Linked DNA regions of Mus musculus: regions 1, 3 and 4 are each linked to region 2. A link is a contact called in public HiChIP or PLAC-seq and Micro-C data. All regions are on one chromosome and are shown on one strand. Each heading gives the region's core, a stretch centred on a gene start, on an enhancer-like site or on the middle of the called end of the contact. The rest is flanking DNA. Distances are from core to core; before and after follow the strand shown.

Region 1 (3,145 bases), core at 46-2,545, 200 kb after region 2:
ACATTAGGACAGCTCATGGTACAGACAGCAGAAAAGGAAATAGGAAGGAAGGAGGACCCAGGCTACCCTCCAGAGGTTCTGTGAAAGGAAGGGAATAGTAAGAGTCATTTGACAAACCAACAGATGACCCCCACAGAGCTTTCTAGGAGCCGTCAACTTCCTCAGCTTCTATGTCAAGGACAGTTCAACATACTCAACAAGGCAGCATGTGTAAAAATGCCCGTCTCCATCAATAGGAATGAAGTTAGTTAATAACACTACTAGGACACCAGCATCTTTAGAATAATAATGTTTTGTACATGTATATAAGATATACATATAAGATAACCAGATTCCAGTGTTCCAACTAGTATAAAGCATTCATGTTATTTATGGGAAATAGCAACTCGTGTCAAGGAAGGGTCTGATGGTTTCTCAACACACACATTGCCTAAATTTACACACTACAGTCAGTTTTCTAGTCCTGGCTGGCCAAAACAGATCTGCTTTAATGACCATAGCTGGGTCTCTCCACTGGGTCGGTTTTGAATGAGATCTACTGTACTGTCCTAGGGTGGGAAATGTCAGGCACATAGAGACACAGGACAGGGTTATTTTGTTCTTTGTTCTTCCAACCAAGATGTTTTTATCCTCCCAGTCAAAAGCAATTATCAGGCAATCACTGAAGTGCAGAATCTATAAATATGCATTTACCTTGAAGTTTTAAATCTCACACAAAAAACTATGTCTAACAATGTGCTATAGAACATACATAATATATCTGAACTGCATGAACAACTTGAAGCCCTATCAAAAAAGGGCATGAGATTTAAAAGCAAAACAAAACATTGGAAACTACTCATCCATCATAGTAGACTTCTAGGAATGCTGAATCTCCAACAAAAATCGGAGGTGAGGACCGAGTCATAAGTTAGTCAAACATAGACTCCGTGCCTGCCTCTCACCACCCCCTAAGCCTGCTGGAAACCCTGCCCTGCCCCTGCTTACTGGTTTCAGTTCCTGTCACCTGCTGGATCTGGTGCTTCCGAGGCATCTCTCTTCATCCTGATTGCCAGGTCCCTGGCTCTCAGAACCCTGGCGTCTGACCTGAACCATACTTTAGCGCTTGAGCTTCTCAGCCGTGCGAAGGCCACTACCTGCTGGCCTGGCCTGGGTCTTTTTACATTTCCTATTTCTTTCTACTTTTCAATTCTAGGTGCACCCTTGGTCTTTCTTTCCATACAGTAATAACCACCAGGCAGCAATTTATGCTGATTGCACCTTGCTCATGAAATCCTGGCCTTTGTACCTTACGGCTCTTCCTTTCTAGTGTACTGTTGTGGCTACATCTCTTCTCACCCTACGGGGTAGTCTACACGTAGACAGGTGTCACTGGTCACACTTTAGAAAGGGGGAAACTAGAGCAGAAAGAAGCTCCCTCCCATTAGCTAGAACTCGGGCAAGACTTTGTGATTCCCTACTACACTGCTGCAAGCTGACAAAACCACCTCTTAGTACTCACTTGTATCAAGAAGCAAAGCAACACACTGGAGTAACATGAGTACACAACACACTGGGGGAGAAGTAGTCATTGCACTTACTGCTTTATAAAACCCAGCGTTTGCCCTAATGGCTAGTCAATGTACACAATAAGACTTGCTACCCTGTGGGTGCTTTATGACAGAAGCTACGCTGAGTTTCAGGTATGCATTTTCCCAGGGAAAGCCTATGTAAAGAGGCTACGAGAACTCACAAGGAAAACGAAATGGTCCCTAGAGACCCCCGTCTGCTGAGAAGTGCCACCTGACTGCATAGGTGTCGACAACAAACACAAAGAATCTCATGCTCAGAGACTGGAACATATGGCTAAAAAGCGCCCAGTTGTAGGAATTTTGGAAATTCTTTAAAAAATGCTAGACAAACTAGATTTTCCCAAAGTATTTTCCCTCATTTTTGAGCTTTCTAATTGTGTGCAGCTGTTACAGACACCCAGCAACTATCGATGCCACCTCGTGCTTCCTTTTTACACTGCTATGTGAAAACACACTCAAGATTCAGAGTAGCAAAGCCCACTCCACTACTCAGAGTTCCGATTTGAGTTACTACTAATAATGACTAGTGTCCAGTGTGCTTGTGAGAAGGAAATCATGAGACATTTACTCGACAGTCTGTGTGCATTTAGACATAAATTGTTAATAGTGTACATGAAATTTGACTCAAAAGCATGTTGTAAGAGAAGCCTTGCTTTTTCTCCATAAAGATGGTTTCATTTCAGAGCTCTATTCTCACCTGAGCACCCTCTAAACCATAACCTGTCTACACTAAAGTCCTGACACTTCTCTGGTGATCCCAAAGCTGTCCTCAAAGCTCTAACACTCACCATTCATCTGGTCTACACTCTAAGACACGACCGTCTTTCTAGGCCATCTGACATGGAACTGTAGTTACCAAACTGCTGTGGATTCCCATTTTGCTCCAAAGTGCTTCATCTTATTCAAAGCATTCCAGAGTAAAGAAAATTCCTCTAAAGCGATCTTCCATAGTACACAGGGTGGGGGAGATACAGTTGTCATGTAAAATAGCAGCAAAAAGGAGAGGCGAGGGGACTCGTGGGTAGCATGGGAAGCCTCCCTGAGATGGAGGTGGTCCTAGAATGAGTCAGTCAGGGTCTCAATGAGTATTGGCTCTTAACACCTGTCAATGGCTATCAGAGGACTACACAGGGTAGAGTGGGGTAGCATGTATGCATGGAAGGGCCTGGGTATCACTTGACACAAACATAAGGAAATAAAACTGGCTACTTTGTTATAGGAAGTAAGGAATATATAAACAGGAATTTTTAAGCCATCATGAATAGTTCCAACTCGATTAAGTCATTCATCACAAACTTCCTGTTTAACGGCTTCCTCAGGCTTGTTTCCACGTTCTCACAGCTGAACTGCAATCCTCGTGGTTTTTCCTCCTCACATAGATTACAGATTTAATTCTGGGAGTGTTTATAGAGTATTTTTGATATCTTTATCTTTGGCAGCCTATTTCAGAATGTCCACAAGACTGCTTCAGGAGAGGGAAGACATGATGTTGACAAATGCAGCAGCATATGTGAGTAGCAACTATGAAAATGATGCTTGTTCTCCAATATTGACCGTCAGTATTACTCTAGGGG
Region 2 (3,191 bases), core at 373-2,872:
CGCTGGCTCTTGGCTCCACATACCCTTCCCACTTAAAGCTCCTTTAATACCCAGAATAAGTTCAAAAGTGCCCAGTGTCTGCCTTTCTTGCTTGGGGCTTTCTCCGCTGGCCTCATAGCAGACTGTGGAATTCTAAGCATGCGTCTGCGGCTCAGAGAGGCTGCCAGTGTGTCAGGCCATAGGTTTTATTGGGGTCCATATCCCAGGAGAGAAACTCGATCTGTGACATCTGTCAGAGAGAGAGAGAAAAAAAAAAAAGGAAAGGTAGAAGGTTCCATTACTCCTGACATGGTTTGTACTGGCTTCTTCGTAGACTTCTGGCTTTACGGATGCTCTGAAATAGGCAATAAGCCTGCTTCATGACTTGAGCCATACTAAACTAGTAGAAAAATCACCGCAAGTTCCAGTTAACTCTTTGAAAGTAAAGCTCACTCTTTGGGCTACACGAGCGCCTTGTGAAGGACCGAGGAGTAGACATGTATCCAGGCAGAAGGAACGCTTCATGTCAACTTTCCTTCCTCCTTCTCTACCAATCCGAGAAATCTCTATGCAGGACCAACTCCAAACACCAACTTCTCTTCGTTCCAGAAAGTAAAAATGTGGCTCCCAAGATGTCAAAGGGTATCAATCAATTTATACCAAGAGGGCAGATTGAACTGTCCCCAAGATTTATTCTTTCTACATCTAAAAACCTCAACCACCTAGGACCTACCAACCACCAATGCATCTCCATGTTTTGTGACTAGTTTTGTTGCTAGAGATGCATTGCCTGAGCTCTTTTGGTCTATCACTGGACAGAGATAAAGTAGCAGCCTGCCCAGACCTCCCCTTTAAGATGTTCCACAGCACCACAGGGCTTGGGATCTTACAGAACTCAAGGCTCACACCCTCTTCTTTCTCAGATACCCAGATTTGCCTCCCTAAATACCGGTTGTCATGGTACCAGAGAAGATTCCAGTGACGTCCAGGCCTAGACTATAGCCTAGAATGTTCTTGGAGTCATCACTTGGGCTGACTGCAGAACACACTGTTTGGGGATTCTCCAATGCATCCCTTTGGCTGAATGGCCCATATGAGATCCTTGAACTTCAGAGCCCTCACGTCCTCTATCAGGGTTGTGGAGAACGGCAGCAACACCAGGGACTAAACAAGATTTCCTGTGTAAGTCCCTACCTCATTCCTCATGCCACACCACCCCTAGATGGTGACAGAAGAATCATGGCCTGGGGGTGATGGTGTGGAGTGGCAATTATTCCATCTCCCAGAATTCTTTGTGCCAGGAATCCTGGTCTCACAGTATCCAGCAAGCACCAGTCATCACCACAGCAAGGCCAAAATCCCAAGCATCAGAACTTTGCCTAACGTTACTCAGCCAAATGAGTGGCTAATGCTAGACTCCGGGGTCTCTAGAGAAATAGAACTGATTGTGTGTTGTGTGTGTGTATCGGTGTGTGTATGTATATGTGCATATATATATATCTGTGTGTGTGTGTGTGTGTGTGTGTGTGTGTGTGTGTGTGTGTGTGGTGGGGGTTTATCAGATTGTCTTACATAATATGGCCCTGGCAGTCCAACAGTGGTGATTCACGATGACTAAGCTGAGACTCTGGTAACTGCTCACATCAGGAGGCTGCATGTCTCAGCAGCAGTGTCTCTGGCACTGAAGGTCTTGAGGATTCCTGGAAAGCTGTTGGTCATCAGTCTGCATTGGAAACCCGAAGAAAGTGGTTTTATTCTCAACAAAGGAACGATGTAGCCACAGGACCAGCAGACTTGTCAGCAAGAGTGAAGGCAAACAGAAAGCAGTGTCCATCTTCTATGTCCTTTATCTGGTCTGGCACCAGAAGTTACCATCCCCATTTAGGATAAGTCTTCCCACTTCAAATAATGTGATCAAGAAAATTCCTCACAGAAATGCCCAGTGGCTTGTAATTTAGTTGATTCCAGATCCAACCAAGTTGACAACCGAGATTAGCCATCACAGCCACCAAAGTAGCTCCTGAGTTCTTTTGGCCAATTAAGTTATCCGCTTCCATCACAGAGAGCCGCAATCTATACAGCAACTGATTACAGAATTGTTCTGATTTAAGGAAATCTGGTGGGGCTATTTACCACTTACTTCTCTCTCACTGGGTCACCTGTAGCAATTACATCAATTCTCAAAGACGTTTGAATACCCCACCCCCAGACCTGATGCCTCTGCAGAAAGGAGAGCTATGCTGCCACCGTAGAGAAGGCTTTGGCTGCTGTAGCCCACCCCATGGATGGGCACTGCCTGTGATCAGTCTCCTCAAGCGCTCTCAGGAATCTTCAGAGCCAGAAGAGTCCGGCCACACCGGTTTATACCATCTTTTCCATAGAAAGACAACTTTTCCTTTCTCTACTTTCTCGGTGGACAATTACAGGGCCTCCAGCTGTCCCCATCAGTTAAATCACCGGGACTTCCTTTCTGGTCATACTTTTTTTTTCCTGAAGCAACACTTTAGCAGCAGATTAGTCCCTGATGAAGCAGTGCTTTTTATCACCAAGCAATATTTGTCATCCTGAGGGCCTCATAGTTCAGTTTCCATCCAGTAGGTCACGTGTGAGGCTCTCCCTCAGTCAATTGTCGCACTGTGACCTGCATTTTTAACCACACAAAGTGGCTCTAAACAAACAAGTAGACGCTAGAGATTATTAAACATTCCAACGTTCTTTATCATTGAATCTGTCTGTTTATTATCATCAGTATCTTTCCCTTCCTTGGCCCTCTTTCCCCCCACCCCCACCCCCCCCCCCGCCCAGATCCAGTTTTTCAAATGATTTCAGATCCTGAATAAATAGCATGTGCTCAACAAATATTTGATAACTTGATTTGCATCACTGGACATACAAGAATATTCTGAAATGGAGGAGAGATGCCAATCACAGGATTTTAGAGCCAGCAGGGATCTGGGAAACAGAACCAAGCAAGCCCTTTATGTTATAGATGATGAACGGAGCTACAGAGGGGCTACAGTGATACACCTCCATCCTTACCCAATTGATTACAAGCTGAACTAGAACTCAAATAGACCCCTCTCTACTTTCAACCTATAGGATTTCATGATTATGACAATAACACCTGTTCTCTTCAAGGGTCTGCATGGCCCAAGTTTCCAACCAAAATATGATGCTGTTTGCTCTTGTGTCTGAGAGTTTTATGATTACCA
Region 3 (2,902 bases), core at 314-2,813, 150 kb after region 2:
TATCACGACTACCAGCAGCAGCAGAATCAGCAGCAGCACTGTTGTTACCAGAATAAATCTTTAACACCAGCTCTCTGTCACCAGCATCACTATCACCGGCAGCAGCACCAGTATTACCGTCACCAGCATAACCATCAGCAGCAGCAGCACCGTCATCAGCAAACATCAAGCACCAAAACACCTCACCCAGCACTTGGTACACTAAAAGCTCCGTCAAATGCACAGAAGGGGTATAAGGCTAGCCCTTATATCTGAAGACTATTTGAGATTTGAGATGCTATCAAGTAGGACAATAAGTTTGAACACTGTCAAGAAATAATTTAACATTATCATTACCTTCAAGAAGCAAAGTATACCCCTGTAGTATAACCATTCATTTTAAACCACATGAAAATCCATACTACTTATTTTAAAGGAAAGAAATAGCCATTTGCTTGGGCATCTGTTAGCTGTTTGCTCTTGGGTTTAAGTCACCTGTATTTTAGGAAGTGGCTCACAATCCCATGGGATGAATACATTGGGAAGTATATACTTTCATTTGTGTCCTTGTCACCATTTCCAGTACACCTTATGGCCCCTTATCCACGTCTTTGGTCCTTTGTTCACAGACTTGCTCTTTCCCCCTCACATACGGAGTCTTGGTTTTTCTGACTTCTATACAGAACAGCCTGTGCCTCGTGTTGTAGAATGTTCTACACTTTTTTTTTTACCATTAAACTGTAAAGCACAGAACAACCCTCACATCTCCAGGCTTTGGTGGAATATAAAACACTTATTTCATTGCTATTTGTCTCAGAGTTTGCTCTTTTGGCCCAGTCAGCTTCCTTGAGGGAGGATCATGCGCTGTAGTAGCAGGAAAGGCTCCTCTACTGCTTGAGTTAACTGTAACATACTCTCTGGCTTTGGCATCATTCCCAACAGCGGGTACTTTGGCCCCAGATTTGGTCACTGCTCTATAGGCCTCCTCACTACCAGCACAGCCATGGACCAATTTGGAAGGAGCCTTTGGAGGGCTTTGTCCCAGGCAGATCGTTCACAATATTAGTGACAAAGAGTGGTGGCCTTTTCTGACTGCTCTGGATGCTTCCAGCCTTCGGGAGACCCCAGAGCGGCAAGGTTTATGTTGAAAGCAGAGTAAAATGAAAACAGATTTGCCGTGAGACGGAAGGTCTGGGGGCCTGAAGTTAACTCACTCGAAACATCCATTTTAATTTCCAGTTGAAATTCACTCACCAAAACTCAGCTCCCGCCAACTTCCAGAGAATTACTGAAAAACTTCCATTCTTTTCCAAGTCATAATTCTGTTAATGCCCGCAATAAATTTATAGGACCCCACATGGAGAAACCCTATATATTGTGACTTTAGGTTCCACTTTCTGCGAGAACACCTGTCTGGTGCAGAGAGACTCACCCAGACACTTGTGAAGCAGGGCAGGTAGAGACGCACGCCATTGTCCCGGCACTGTTTCCTAAGGAATTCCCAAGCTTTTGAGGAATGGTGATGTGGCTTTCTAACTCCGGTCTCACCATGACTACAGATGACTATTTGGCTCTGCCCTTACCCCATTGTTCTCCTCCAGTAGACGTCAAGGACTTGGATGCAGGTTTTCTGAAGCGCTCCTCCCTGGAATTCCCAGCCTCTGTTGATTCTGTGAGTAACCATCAGAGGCCGGCTTCCACTCTCTGTCATCAGATAAGATCCCCTTCCTCCTACAAGCCAACTGGAATTTGAACCTGAAATACCCTTAGAAGGATATTTTCATTTCAATCACAGTCTGGCCGTAGCATCGGCCAGCCAGGCAGGATACGGGGTCAGCACACACTCCCATTGAGAGGAAGAGTCCAGGCCTTTGTCCTCTGGGCCTTGCCAACCAACATCCACCTATCACAATGCCAAAGGCCTTGCTCTACACCAGAATTCTTCTAGCCTTATTATTCAGAGGCACTTAGCTCTCTTTCAATCCTCTAAGGTCACCAACAGAGGTGGCTATTTTTTTTTAATTATGTTTATTTATTATCTGTTTATGTATTTATTTATTTGTGTTTGGGAATGTGTGTGGATACATGGGTGCCACAGCGCACAGTTGCCATTAGAAGACAACTTTTGAGAATTAGTTCCCTCCTTCAGTCAAAAAATTGTATTTTACTGCCTAGAAAAATACCGTGGTTTTCAACTTGTGGGTCCCAACCCCTTTGGTAATCTTCTATCTTCAAAAATATTTACATTACAACTCATAACAGTAGCAACATTACAGTTATAAAGTAGCAATGAAAATAGTTTTATGGTTGTGGGGGGTCACCACACCGTGAGGAACTTTATTAAAGGGTCACAGCATTAGGAAGGTTGAGAGCCACTGACCTAGAAGATCTGGTTTGCCATTCTCTTCCAGGGTAGGAATATTTTTCCTAAGTGTTCTTTCCAGACACCTGTCTCTAAGAAAGAACATCAGGTATCAAAAAATATTCCTTATCAAAAAAAACTTTCCAGCAGTTGACTGCACCAAGAGGCAATTGCGTCCTGGATTCTTTTTGTTTGTTTGTTTGTTTGTTTTGTTTTGTTTTGTTTTTTTGTTTTTTTGAGACAGGGTTTCTCTGTTTAGCCTTTGGCTGTCCTGGAACTCACTCTGTAGACCAGGCTGTCCTCGAACTCAGAAATCTGCCTGCCTCTGCCTCCCTAGTGCTGGGATCAAAGGCGTGCACCACCATGCCTGGCTTGCCTCCTGGATTCTTTAACCTGGAGTGGAATAGAGCTTTGTCACAGAGTCCACTAGAAAGGGCCTACAATTTGTTCCCCTTTGACTCCCTCTCCTTGGAATAATTTCATGTGATTCTGAGTATATAGGCACATAAAACAGACACACGGATCAAACAAGAAATCATAAAGAAAGGTAGCTAAGACCAA
Region 4 (3,321 bases), core at 211-2,710, 140 kb after region 2:
ATCTATCTATCTGTTGTTCAAGACAGGATTCTCACTATGTAGCTCTGTTTGCCCTGGAACTCACTGTAACATGGAACAGCCAGCCTATCTATCTATCTATCTATCTATCTGTTGTTTAAGACAGGATTCTCACTATATAGCTCTGTTTGCCCTGGAACTCACTGTAACCTAGAACAGCCTCGGAACTCACAGAGACCCCTGCCTCTGTCTCCTGAGTGCTGGGATTAAAGGTGCCACACCTGTGCTTGGCTTTTTCAAAGAGCCTCACTTTTAAAGTTTTGTGAACGTCCAGAAATGAAACTTTAGAAAAACGTTTTGAGGCCAGTAAATTCCAAGGCCATCTTCGATTCTGTCTGGTCCCGAGGACTCATTTCTATGTCCTGGGATATTTATGATTTTGCATCAAACAGGATAACTAAAGTAAAACAGAAATAGAAAAAGTTTCAGTGCCCTGCCTACAGCTTCTAAAAGTTAACTATTTGGCAATGCTTCCCAGTCCTTAAACGCTATTCCCGAGGAGAGCGAACACTTCTAGCACCTCCCTCGCCCATTCTGGCGTTCTGCCCCTCCCAAGCCACCTGGCCCCAGTTCCTGACGCCCACCCAAGTGGTCCTGCCTCAAGGGTCATCCAGCTGAGCTCCCACTGTGCCTGTGAGCCTCTTCCAGGGATGTCCCCACTGAGGCGTGTGAACAAATGCCCTGTACAGACTCCCAGGCACAGGCAGAGCAAAGCAAGACAGCTTTGAGGCATCTGCCAAGGAGGGCGAAGGCCGGCTTTGAAAGCACTTCTCCGAGAGTTTGCCAACTCGTGGGACTTGGCAAGCCCAGACAACAGCGCTAAGGCAGAGAAAGCCCCTGGATCGGCCTCCCAGGAGGGCTCCACGCCCACCCCCACCCCCTTCTCTTTTCACCAGACCCAAGAGATGCAGGCCTGGTGAGGGAGCCGGTGGGCTCAGGCCTGATGAACGGAGGCTACCTCTCAGCGGCCCCATCCCCACCCCATCACGGCTGCCGCCCTCAATCGGGAAGCACGCCTCTCTCCTGCTAGCTAATGGCTGAGAAAAGGGCAGCGGTTTTCCAAGTTTGTGGGGCACGCAGGAGTGGCCAGGCAAGGACTGAGATCAGACAGAGGTGACAGAAGTATGAAAAGGAAGCAGTAAAAATCCGCCAGCCACAGGCGACGCCCTCTCTGCTCTGGGCGACAGTCAGGCCCGTGATTCAGCGCGAATAAAGAGCCCATAGGGGGAGTCTGGTTGGGAGTTGAGTGCGCCAAACTTTGTCATAACTCAGATTCTTCATCTGTGAAAGAGGCATGAAAGACTTGCGCCCTTGGGAGCCACTCGGTAAAGTCTCCTCGTTTAATCAATTCACAAATTGCAAATCTAAATCCTAAATGCCCAATCCACTGGTCTGCAGTAATGGACGAATAAGGACAGGCTGTTTGTTTTCCCTGCCCTGCTCTCCAAGGCCCCAGACTCACAGCGGGCAGGACGTTCTTCCTGTGGCTGCCAGAAAGAGTGCAGAGGGCAGTGTTATTCAAGGTCATTTGCAAGAGGCGAGGACCTACCTGCCACAAAGGGTCCTTGAGAAAATGCAAATGGCCTAGGATTTAAGGCAGGACTCCCACTGGGAAGAGCAACCCGGGGCACCTGGAAAATTTAAAAGTAGAAAAGAAAGCCTGTAGCCTGCAGAGGTAGGTCGGGGGCAGAACTGTCAGCCCTGGATTATTCTAGCCCCATCAACGCTAAAAAAAAAAAAAAAAAAAAATTGAAAATTAAGCACCAGGTCACTCTAGAGGGCAGAGTGAGGATTTAAAGTGTTTCTGGCCTATAGGGAAAGACACACCCTCCAGGTGGCAGAACTACCATACACCCTCAAGGCAGTTAAGAAGGGAACCATTCCAGTCAGGACTCCCAAGAGGGGCTGGGGGCAGAAGTCAGCTCTCTGTCGACCTGCTCTGGGCACCCTTACCTCCCCTGGGTGATTCTGAGTGCAACTGCTGGTTCGTGTCAAAATCTGACCGGAGGCCACGCACAGGTGCAGGAGCACAGGAAGGCATCCTCGGAAGGAAGCCGCCTTGCCTGATTTAGCTAGATTTTTGTTTTTCCTTTGTGGCTTTGAAGTGGCAGTTTCTAGGGAAACCTCGACACCCTCTGAAGGGGTAGGGGGGGTGGTGCGTTGGAAGGTGGGGGGGGGGGGGCGACTAAGGACTGCAGGACATCTCCGAACTGAGGCCACAAGGCTATCAGATAAGCCCAGGCCTGGGGCAAGTTAAGAGCCAATCTGTTGACACTGGAGATGAGAGCAGCACTCCTGTCCTCTGATCTGGCAGCCAGCAGAGTGGCCAGACCAACACACGCCTGACTGATGCCTGAAGATGCCGAGGAAGGGCTGAGGGGACAGAAGACCAAGCAACTGACTTCTCTTAGGAGGCTTCCCAGAGGGCTTCCTGGAAGAGGTGGCTCTTGTGTTTGTTACTGAATGAAGGGTCGGATTTCCATAGCTAGGGAAGGCAGGTAGAGGGGAAAACAGAAGCCCAAACCGACAGTAATAAGAACAAACCCATGGCTAGATTATAGGGTGAGAGGCTTGGGGGAGGGGGGGGGCGAGCATCCCAGCCAGTTTCAAGATGTTGAAAATGAGGACGAGGACAATTCTGAGGGAGAGAAGAGCATTCCTAATTCTGTCTGTACGTTAACTCAGGCCACACTGCAGAGACAGGCAGTGTTTGGAATCCTCTAGAAGACCTGACTGAGTGAGAGAAGAAGCTGAAGCACGGAGTCTGAGCCAGTGGTATGAGGGTAGGGAAAAGGTGACCCAGGTTATAGATCAGACAGGCTGGGCACCGGAAGTAAAACTATGCACCTGTGACAACAAAAAACAAACAGAACTGGCATGGGGAGTAAGGAGGGTGTTGTTGAATTTGGTGAATTTGGGGGAAGAAACAAGTTTGAGCTACAAACTCAGTTCTGGAGAGCGGCTAATGAATTAAGTAACCAGCTGATGCTGTCAAAGCTAAGACCAATTGCTAGTGACCCAGGTTGCTGCCTACGGGACTCTGCCTAGATTGGTGGTTGCAGCAGTCATTAGGTGAGTCCTCAGACACTGGAGTATGTCATGTTAACAACACAAGGGCTTCACTCTGTTTTGCATCAGCACCTCCAGACTGACAACGGTTGACGTTACCCAGTAACAAAAAGTCAAAGTCAAAAAGTCCTTTTGTAAGGGTCAATGGTTCACTGGAGAAGGATACTCCGGACTCAAATAGTATGTAAATGCAAAGAGTGTTTTATTCTGCAGAAGTCCAGCATGCTGGGGGCC

What was found. A called contact is a pair of places that touch in the nucleus more often than the background predicts. HiChIP or PLAC-seq counts read pairs in DNA pulled down with a chosen protein or histone mark.
Region 1: an HNF4G HiChIP or PLAC-seq map of pancreatic cancer cells shows a contact between it and region 2. The contact joins two enhancer-like sites. A contact is called at or near these places in 3 of 484 Hi-C or Micro-C datasets (brown adipocytes, myocytes and nephron progenitors) and 1 of 115 datasets of contacts at active chromatin or transcription factors (pancreatic cancer cells).
Region 3: a FOXA1 HiChIP or PLAC-seq map of pancreatic cancer cells shows a contact between it and region 2. The contact joins two enhancer-like sites. A contact is called at or near these places in 2 of 484 Hi-C or Micro-C datasets (myocytes and nephron progenitors) and 1 of 115 datasets of contacts at active chromatin or transcription factors (pancreatic cancer cells).
Region 4: a Micro-C map of the HL-1 cell line shows a contact between it and region 2, with 2.0 times the contacts expected there. The contact joins two enhancer-like sites. A contact is called at or near these places in 5 of 484 Hi-C or Micro-C datasets (the HL-1 cell line, brown adipocytes, embryonic fibroblasts and 2 more) and 2 of 115 datasets of contacts at active chromatin or transcription factors (heart atrium and pancreatic cancer cells).

What each region holds. Positions count from the first base shown.
Region 1 is chr3:52,338,686-52,341,830 of GRCm38.p6, reverse strand. The region is part of intron 1 of Foxo1 (forkhead box O1); the gene reads right to left. Among named protein-coding and RNA genes, the nearest start is that of Foxo1, 72 kb to the right of the region's middle. Within about 2 kb of position 1,295, at least 19 of the 459 cell types and tissues checked have an H3K27ac peak or open chromatin away from gene starts, as enhancers often do. A contact at or near this core is called in pancreatic cancer cells, where this site is marked.
Region 2 is chr3:52,536,957-52,540,147 of GRCm38.p6, reverse strand. The region is part of intron 1 of Gm30173 (predicted gene, 30173); the gene reads right to left. Among named protein-coding and RNA genes, the nearest start is that of Gm30173, 22 kb to the right of the region's middle. Within about 2 kb of position 1,622, at least 33 of the 459 cell types and tissues checked have an H3K27ac peak or open chromatin away from gene starts, as enhancers often do. A contact at or near this core is called in the HL-1 cell line and pancreatic cancer cells, where this site is marked.
Region 3 is chr3:52,382,317-52,385,218 of GRCm38.p6, reverse strand. No RefSeq gene overlaps it. Among named protein-coding and RNA genes, the nearest start is that of Gm38537, 83 kb to the left of the region's middle. Within about 2 kb of position 1,563, at least 14 of the 459 cell types and tissues checked have an H3K27ac peak or open chromatin away from gene starts, as enhancers often do. A contact at or near this core is called in pancreatic cancer cells, where this site is marked.
Region 4 is chr3:52,399,165-52,402,485 of GRCm38.p6, reverse strand. No RefSeq gene overlaps it. Among named protein-coding and RNA genes, the nearest start is that of Gm38537, 66 kb to the left of the region's middle. Within about 2 kb of position 1,460, at least 211 of the 459 cell types and tissues checked have an H3K27ac peak or open chromatin away from gene starts, as enhancers often do. A contact at or near this core is called in the HL-1 cell line and pancreatic cancer cells, where this site is marked.